2 separate regions of the Rattus norvegicus genome follow, and region 1 is linked to region 2. The links are chromatin contacts, called in public Hi-C maps. All regions are on one chromosome and are shown on one strand. The core of a region is the stretch at or near the end of the contact, and the rest is flanking DNA. Distances in the headings are between cores, read along the strand shown. Region 1 holds the start of Hmgcs2 (3-hydroxy-3-methylglutaryl-CoA synthase 2). Region 2 has its middle 18 kb from the start of Reg4.

Region 1 (4,461 bases), core at 1,688-4,187, 37 kb before region 2:
GACAAGTACCTTAAAGACAAAGGCTTCCAGAAGCACTCAGGCTTGGATGGTGCTTGGGCACTTGTTGAGAGTGCCTTTCTCATCCTGTGCTCCCTCTAAGCGGTGACCACTGCATTTGATTTAAACCCTGCTCTTGCTGTGAAGCTCAAGAATCTGCACCATGGCCTTAATCACTTCATATCATCCTGCCTGCTTCCCTGTGGGTTCAAGGCTAACAGCCCCGTGCTGGGCAGCAAGCAGAGAAGGGTGTTGTTGTGTGAAGGAGTTTCAAAGAAAAGAAGGCAAGGCTGTCAACATCCTTAGTGGGTGAGGAAAGAAATGAGCACACACATACCCCAACTACAAAGACTGGTGAGGGAGGAGGTTATACCATGAAAGAGAGACAGGCAAAATCATTGAGTTCAAAGGAAGCAGACAATCTCTGGGATGGATGGATAAGGAGGGCCTCATGGGAGAGGCTGAATTTAAGGTCAGACTTCTTTATTTGTTTTCATTTTTAAAAAAAAAAATGTTGTTGAGAGGCACATGTGCCATAGCAACTAGAAGACAAATTTCTCTCCTTCTACCGTGTACACTCTGGGTGTTGAACTTAAGTCCTCAGGCTTGGCAGCAAGCACCTTTACCCAATGAGCCATCTCGCCAGCCCCTGAGGTCAAATTTTTTTTAAAGATTTACTTATTTATTATATATAAGTACCCTGTAGCTGTCTTCAGACACACCAGAAGAGGGCATCGGATCCCATTACAGATGGCTGAGAGCCACCATGTGGTTGTTGCAATTTGAACTCAGGACCTTTGGAAGAGCAGTCAGTGCTCTTAACCACTGAGCCATCTCACCCCACCCCCACCCCCACCCCCAGATCAATCTTGACTGACAGATGAGTAGTTTTCTGTTGCTGAAGGACTGGAGGGGGGTGAAGGGGCCGTGGCCATGGTGGGGATGCATGAGCAAGGTAGGGAACCTTCACTGAGGAGAGTGTGCAGGGAGCAGGGAGATTTAAGGTGAGAAACACTGAGTCCTGGATACTTAATATCAGGGCGGGGAAGCAGATGGTGAGTCTGGGGTGGACTGAAAGCAGATGTGGATTGCATTACAGAGGTAGAACCCTAAAGCAACAGTTCTCAACCTGTGGGTCTTGATGTCTTTGAGGGTTGTATATCAGATATTCACGTTATAGTTCATAACAGTAAAAAAAAAACTGCAGTTACCAAGTAGCAATGAAGTTATGGTTGGGGGTCAGCACACCATGAGGAACTGCATTGAGGGTCTCATCATCAGGAAGGTTGAGAACCACTGCTTGAGAACACAGGTGACCTATAAGGAACTTTAGTAGTTCAGGCAGCGAGCACTGGGGTTAACCCTGAGGGCACCAGACAGGAAATGTGAGCAAGAATTCAAGAGCATGAACCAAAGAAGTCCGAGTTGTGAGGATGGAGGCTTGCCTCTTGGGCAGTGGCCTACTGTTGCATCGGAAGGTTTGGGCCAGGCGTGGTGGTACATACCTCTACTAGGATTATTCCCAGAGTTCTGGAGGCAGAGGCTGGTGGATCTTTATGAGTTCAAGGCCAACCTGGTCAACATCATGAGTTCTAGATCAGCCAAGACATAAAGGAACTGTCTCAAAAGGGGGGGGTACTGGGGACTGGTCACCCTTGTCCAGCCATGAAATAAGTAAACCATGTCCACAGCTTCCTCATAAATAGAGAGGAAGCAAGCTAGAATCGAAGCCTGAACCTTCAAATGAAATTCAGTGGTTTTGTAAAGGGTGGGAAAGAGGAGATGGCGGTGGAGCTATGAAGAAAATCAGGAGGTTAAAGGGCACTGCCCCTTCCCCCCCACACACACACACCTATACCCAGGCTTCCAGGAGAGCAGGCAAGGGAGGAAACAATAGCAAAGTGTTTTCCTAAAAATTCAGTATTCGTGGGTATAAGTGGAAAGGAAGCCTCAGGACTCTGAGCTCATTGGACAGAGAGCAAAAGAGAAAAAATAATACCCAGGAAGCTGGGAGCCTGAAGCTTGAAGCCCAGATGTGTCCCATCAACTCTGGGCGACCACAGTCACTTGGACCAGACTGAAGGGTGTTTACAGAGAAAGAAGGCATGCGTGTTTTTCTTTCACAAGTACATGTATCCACTCCTGCACACACACACACACACACACACACACACACACACACACACACACACACACAGAGTGAGAAGCATACACACAATTTTTATATTTCATCTCAGAAAACCGAAACACAGAGAAACACAGCTTCTTCTCTTTGGTCCATTCTAGATCATGCCACAGCGAACTAAACCAGGCAGTTAAACTACAGCTGCAGCTGCAGGATCCTGAGGTCTGCTGCAGACTGTAGCTGGCCGAGGAAAGGATGCTGCTTTGCCTAAGCCAGGTGCACCAGAGGCTTAAATGGTTCTCAACCTGTGTGTCCTGCCCCCTTTGGGTCAATTTGTAACAATTAAAATACATCTTGCACATCAGATATTTACACTATGATTTATAACAGTACAAAACTAATATGAAGCAGCAATGAAAATAATATTATGGCTGGGGTCACCACAGCTTGAAGGACTGTATTAAAGGGTTGCAGCGATAGGAAGGTTGAGAACCTGTGGCTTAGACACTTCCAGCTCAACAGATGACAGGCACTGTCTAGAAACGAGGCTCACTTGTTTGTAAGTGAACACAAGCCCTGCCAGGTTTTGACTAAGTTTCTAGTGAGTTCTCCAGCAGGTCCACTGACTGCTTTTTACTGGTTCTCAGGGTGCTTGTCCCAGAGTGATCTATGCAACTCACCTCTGCTGGGCTGCGGGGAGCAGGTGAGCGGGTGAGAGCGAAGATTCCTGCATCACTCTCTTCACTTGCAGGACCCGCCTTGCTGGAGCCAAAAGCCGCTGCATCTCTAAGGTATCAACAGAAAGCCAGCAGTCCACAGCCCCCGGGAGAGATGCCCAGAGACTGTGGGTTGGGCTTTATAAGACTCCAGCCTCTGCAAGCCCCGCCTCCACTTAGCGAGGCCTCTGCCTGCCTCAGAAAAACTGGGCCAAAGGTCTCAGAACAAGTCAAAGGAAAACATCATGTCTAACATGTACATAGCTGCTCTGTTCCTGGCTGGTATCTAGCTGGCTGGCTCTGAGACTTCCTTGTTAGCCTTATTTTTGGCTAGCCATGCAAGCTTGCATGCTCCTTCTGACACACCCAACAATCAACAATCCCCCAACTGGTCTTCCCAGGCCCCGACTCCCCTGCCCAGTGGCTGTTCCTAACTTCTAAGCACTTGTACTGCCTGGTGGTGTTCTTACCATTTTTATAACAAGCAGCTTTCAAAACCAAAAAGTGACCACCCTCTCCCCCTGCCCTCCCACCTCACCTGCAATCCCCGTTCTTCCTATGTAGCCCAGGTTGGCCAGTGTCCCTTCCTCGGCCTTCGTGAGCACTGCGATTACTGGTATAATCTTTTAATGCCAGCATTTCAAGCAGTTGAGAGTAGGTGTTGACGCACATCTGAGGGGCTGGCTGGCTTTGGTCTGTAGAGCTGGCTGCTTTCTTCTTATCTTTATTGTCGGTCATTAGGCTTACACACAACTTCCAAGGGGGACACAGCTGACACTGTATACGCAGGAGCTTAGAGAAGACAGGGAGGACAGAGTAACTTGTCCATGTCTGCAAAGAGCTGTGTCTACAAAGAAAGCTGCAGAGTGGGGATCCTTCTGGGTCTTTTGACTCCTGACTCCGGACTGCACATGCAAGTGTGAGCCTATGTGTATGCATCTGTGGCTGCCAGGGGCTGGTGTCAATGCCATCCTCTATCACTCTCAACCTTAGTTTTCGAGTTGGTGTGGATCTCTCCCTCTGAACCCGGAGCTTGACTATTGGGCTGGCCAAAGGGCTCCTAAGGTCTGTCTGTCTCTGCGGCTCCAGAGCTGGGGTACAGGTTGTGCTTTCACACGGGTGTGGGGTTCCAAACTCAGGTGCCGTGATTTCACTGTATCCACTGAGTGACCCGTCCAGCTCCTCTGCTGCTTCCTAAGACAAAAGTTCCCACCATCCGACATTCCAGGCGAGGAGGGCCTCGCACTCCTCACGTGGCAAGCTTCTATGTCTCACGACGATCGATGGGGCATTCACTCAGCAGTTGAAGCATTAACCCTGCTATCTAATGCAACTCCATGAAAGAATCGCAAGAACCAGGGTAGATCTTGGTTTATTCATTTCCCAGAAGCCAGAAGCTCCAGATATCTCCCCAAATCTGAGGCTCCCTGGTCTTCCATCATCTTTATGTCTTTGTCGCCATACTGTTGAATCCAGCTAGACTGCAGCTAAGGCCATGCCTACCTGAAGCAGCCTCTTTGTGGCAAGGCCCCTACTGAAAGCCTGTCTGTGGCTCTCCAAACCCTTAACAGACTCCCCCTGGGATCTAGATTCCAGGAGAACAACAAGGTCTGTTTTCAGTTC
Region 2 (4,565 bases), core at 63-2,562:
TCATTCTTTTGTTTGCTTTTGCTTTTTGAGACAGGGTCTCGAATTGTTGCTCTGGCTTGCCTGGAACTTGCAATGCAGATCAGACAGGTTCAAATTCCTAGAGATCTCCTTAGTGCTGGGACAAAAAAGTGTGCACCACTACACACAGCTATCATATATATGCCAATACCTTTTATTATTGTAACACCTACTCATACGTGTGTGAGAACTCAATTTTAATGGCTAAAGTACACCTCAATGAAAATGTAGGCTATGTCTGTATCACACCTTTCTGGGTTACCCAACTCTAGACCAGTTAGACATTGTTTACTTCTAAACTCAAGATAGTGTGTGTGCGTGGACAGTGAAACCAACAAACTAGAACGCTCCATGAGTGGGAAGACAGTTTATTGGAGATATGAGACTTCTGCAGGGCTATCTCTCTGTGGTAGAGAATGGCCAGAGGCATTTGGGGGTGTCCAAAGCTGCCGTGGCTGCCTCTCAGGGGCATGGAAGGTAGCAAAAAGGCAGGGGAGAGCCCTGCCAGCTATAAAGAGAGCAGGAAGCTTCCGGGAGGCAGATGTGCTAGCCATCAAAGTTTGGGAGCTACATGGGGTTTTGAGTATGTGCTAGTGGGGAGCAGATGCTCCATTTGTCAGAGGTAGGGGAAGATGAGGGAAGTGGCTCTTCCAGGCAGGCAGAAACCGGTTCCACAGGTTCCTGAGGGATGCTGAATATAATCCTGTATCTATCAGTAATCCTTCTGTTTCAGTGATACTTAGAGGTTTGGAGTTCTGGACCTAACAGACAGGGAGGTGGTTGGATTGACAGAGTACTTGCTACTCAAACATTAGGACCTGAGTTCAGATCCCAGGCCTGGCCTTGTGTGTCAGTAGTCCCAGCAGGGAGGAGGCAGAACGAAGCAGGCGAATTGCTAAAGCTTTTTGGTCAGACTTTCTAACTAAATTTGCTCAGCGGAGACCCTGCATCAGAAAAGAAGGTGATTGAAAATGGTCTCCGACATTGACCCTGGCCTCCACACCTACATACCCATGGATACACTTACAAAACAAATAAATACAATGTAACATTTAAAAATAGCAACATGGAGCAGTCAGTCAGCAGGATATTTGCTATTCTGTAATGATGTATTCCAGAACCTAAAGAGGCTCTAATTCTAATCCACTCACAAGTTTCGCTTCTGCCTGCAGATTCCTCTTTGTGTGAACTTTGTTCCTAAATCTACCTTTCCAGCTGCCTTCATGGGGCCCTCTGGCTGCAGGATGGGATATTGATCTTGGTCATAAACTCTACTTTTGAGGCCTGTTTACACATCTATATTTGTCTGTCCCCTGACTGCAAACAGCCTGGTCTGCCCTCCAGCCGGACACACGGGTGTGGCTATAGTGCACATTCTTCTATTTTTATTTTCACTGTTATTGTTTTTGAAGCAGTCCCAGTGACCTCAGAGGCTGACCCTGACTTAGGGAACTATATGATCCAGATACAAGTTGAACAAAAGAGTGAGTTGTTCATTCTAGGGTTATCGGCTCGTCCCCATGGACAAAGGTCAGCAGACCTACTTTGTTTGGCTCATACTTAGTTGAAAGAAATGAATTCGAATGCCAAAGTCCTAATTGCCTTGCATTGAATCACTTCACTTATCCACGTTGAACTAGACCTTGAAGCGTTAGTTCAAGGGTCTCATCCGGTAAAGAATTGAAGTCTGGCAGACAAGCATACATTGAGTTAACAAATAGTTAAAATGGCAATGAGACTTAGGCAGAGGCCAGGTGCTCTAGAAGCTAGGAGCAAAAGGCTAGTGGCACCAGAAAGTCTCCTGGGGAAGGGAGTCACCTCACCGGAGATCTCAACAACAAATGAAAGTGTCCTATGGGGTGTTGGGAAGATGGCTTGGTAGTTGAGAGAGCATAGTGCTCTTGCAGAGGGCTCAAGTCTGCCTCCCAACACCCAAGTCAGGCTGCCTTTAACTCTTGCTCCACAGGATCTGACACCTTCTTCTGGATTTTGCAAGTATCTGCAGCTACCTGTGCACAGATACATACATATACAGATCACTTCAAACAAAACAAACAACAAACAAACAAACAAAGACCTCGAGGCCGGTCTGCCTCCCTGCCACACAGCTTAGACAGGCAGAGGACACACAGAGGTCTGCCTATCACCGCGACATACAGCGCAGGCAAGTACAGGACAGCTAGAGGCCTGCCTGCTGCATGGACTACCCACAATGGAAGTCACTGCACTGTACAAGTGTGTGGTGGACAGATAGGCGAGAAAGAGAAGCAGAACAATTTGAGCATTATGGAGAGGTGGAACTGTGGAGATGTGAGGGATGGGGTGGAATAGCTTGATGTGAGTAGCCTGCCCTGCCATCTGAGGCCATGGTGAAATAGCAGCCCATGCTGCTGTTGAAGATCCTGTCAGGGTCCACGGCCACGCAGACGGTCTGTGTTGATGCCTGAGGCTCCTATTACCACTAAAGACCATGCAGACTTCCAGGCAGTCTCCTGGAACCATGAAGATATCCAAGAAGATATCTGTGAAAAGCTGGCCCTGCCCCTCATTGGCAGCTAAACTCTAGAGAGCAGGTCCTACACCTTGCCTGGGCAGCACAGTAGAGCTGGCCCTGGTTTGCGTGTGTTAGGGGTTGGGGGTGAGTCTGCCCAAGGTCATGAGCGTGGGAAAGCTGGCCCCACTACTACTCTGAGGTGAGCAGGGGTGATGCTCTCCCCCTGCTTTGCCCCTTGCCACCTGCGGCAGAGAGAGATGGCCCTGGGGTGGTGAGAGCCTGAGAGCTGGCCCTGCCCCTCACCAACTGCAGCAGTCAGGAGAGTGGTCCTTGCACCTCAGCTGGGCAGCACAGTAGAGCTGGCTCTATGAGTGTGGGTGCAGGGGAGCTGCCCCAAAGGTGTGAGAACAGAGGAGTTGATCCTGCTCCCTGCCAGCTACAGTATTGTGTGAGCCAGCCTGGGCAGTGCTGGGGAGCTGGCGGGCTGACTAGCTCAGCTGCCACCCAGGCCCGGATCCAGGCCTTTGAGTTGGTTTGTCCCAACCATAGCGATTCATACAGGAGTTGCTGGAGCATATGAAGGGCCTGCAAATCCAAAGCTGCAGGATCTCCATGACACAGGGCAATAAAAAGGATAACCAGGAGGACTCCCAGTAAGTCCCAAGTTGATGGTGTGGCAGAAGCCAGAGCTTGAATCAGGCCAATGATGCATTGTGGTGAATGTTTGCAAGTAAAGATGTGTGGACAAAAGGTTTACTGTGGGACACACTGCCACACTACAACTTCCAGGACAAGATGTTTTCTATACTCTGTTTTGTTGTTGTTTTTAAACTTTTGTTCTTTATTTTCTTTTTGCAGGGAGGTTTCAAGGTCAGAGGGTGGATATGAAGGGACAGGGAGATGAGTGGAACTGGGGTGTATGATATTAAACAAATAATAAAAAGTTAAAAACATAAAAAAATCTGAAGCCCCTTTTTCAAGGAACTTATGTTAGTAATCATAATGGGTTTGATGACAGAGAAAACGATTGGTCGGCTGCTCTCTCACTTTTTCTTTGGGAGATTTGAAGTTAGACTTCTTAGGACTCAGAAAGCACAAGTCGCCAAACTTGAGGCCACACTGATACTCATCTACACTTCACCTGGCTACACATGGCTTCTGGGAGAGACCTCAAGCTCTTTACTTAAACTCTTTTGTACATAGTAACTCAGTGACTAGGTGCACATTGATGTTTCCGAATGAATGTTCAGCATGTATCTGTTATGATTAAATCATATCCACAAACACGAGTTTTGAAGCCTTAGGCCCTAGTGTTCTGAAATGGGGCCTATGGGCTGTGGATCATGAGGGCTCTGACTTCATAAATTAATCAGTCCATTTATGGATTCATAGTATGTTAGCAGTTGGGTTTTTTTGTTGTTGTTCAAATCACTGTGACAAATACTGGGAAGAAATCATCTTAAAAGTACCCCGTCTGACAGCTCCCTGGAGCAGAGGTTTCAGTGTGAGGTTGTCTGGTTCTTTGATTCTGAGCTGTAGTAAGTGGTGGATCTCCATCATGGTGGAAAGTGATAGACAGAGAAGCAGATTACTCACATCATGGTGGCTGGAAGCAGAGGGTGGGGACGAGGGTCAAGACTTACAAAGGCATTTCTCCAGGGACCTACTTCCAGCTAACTCTCACTTCCCTGTATTGCTGTCAAATATCAAGGGATTTGCCATTCATAATATCTTGGATATTAAATCTACCAGCTCATTTAACACATGAGCCTTCGATGAGATATTTCATATCCAAACCATAGAACAGAGCAGCTGGGTCTCCAGCTTTTTAGGAAAAGCAAGCCCTTTCCAGCCATACGAGTTAAGCAGCTTCGCTTTGCCACATGCTCTTGACATGATGTTCTGCCTTGTGACGGGCCCACACAAGGGACCATGTGACCATAGACCAAAGCCATGAACCAAATCACATCTTTCCGCATTTCAACTTGGTTTTCTCGGGTAGTTTTTGTCACACAACAGAATGCTAGCACGCAGCGTTTCCTTCATCGTCTTG

The links. Hi-C and Micro-C count contacts between places; a contact is called where the count stands out from the background.
Region 1: a Hi-C map of liver shows a contact between it and region 2, with 2.7 times the contacts expected there. The contact joins the promoter of Hmgcs2 here to the enhancer-like site in region 2. A contact is called at or near these places in 3 of 12 Hi-C or Micro-C datasets (hepatocytes, kidney and liver).

The regions. Positions count from the first base shown.
Region 1 is chr2:188,562,848-188,567,308 of GRCr8, reverse strand. It overlaps Hmgcs2 (3-hydroxy-3-methylglutaryl-CoA synthase 2), which reads right to left and starts at 2,937. Exons shown (of 10, transcript NM_173094.2): 1 at 2,803-2,937. The coding sequence starts at 2,906.
Region 2 is chr2:188,523,733-188,528,297 of GRCr8, reverse strand. No RefSeq gene overlaps it. Among named protein-coding and RNA genes, the nearest start is that of Reg4, 18 kb to the right of the region's middle. Within about 2 kb of position 1,312, at least 3 of the 93 cell types and tissues checked have an H3K27ac peak or open chromatin away from gene starts, as enhancers often do. A contact at or near this core is called in hepatocytes and liver, where this site is marked.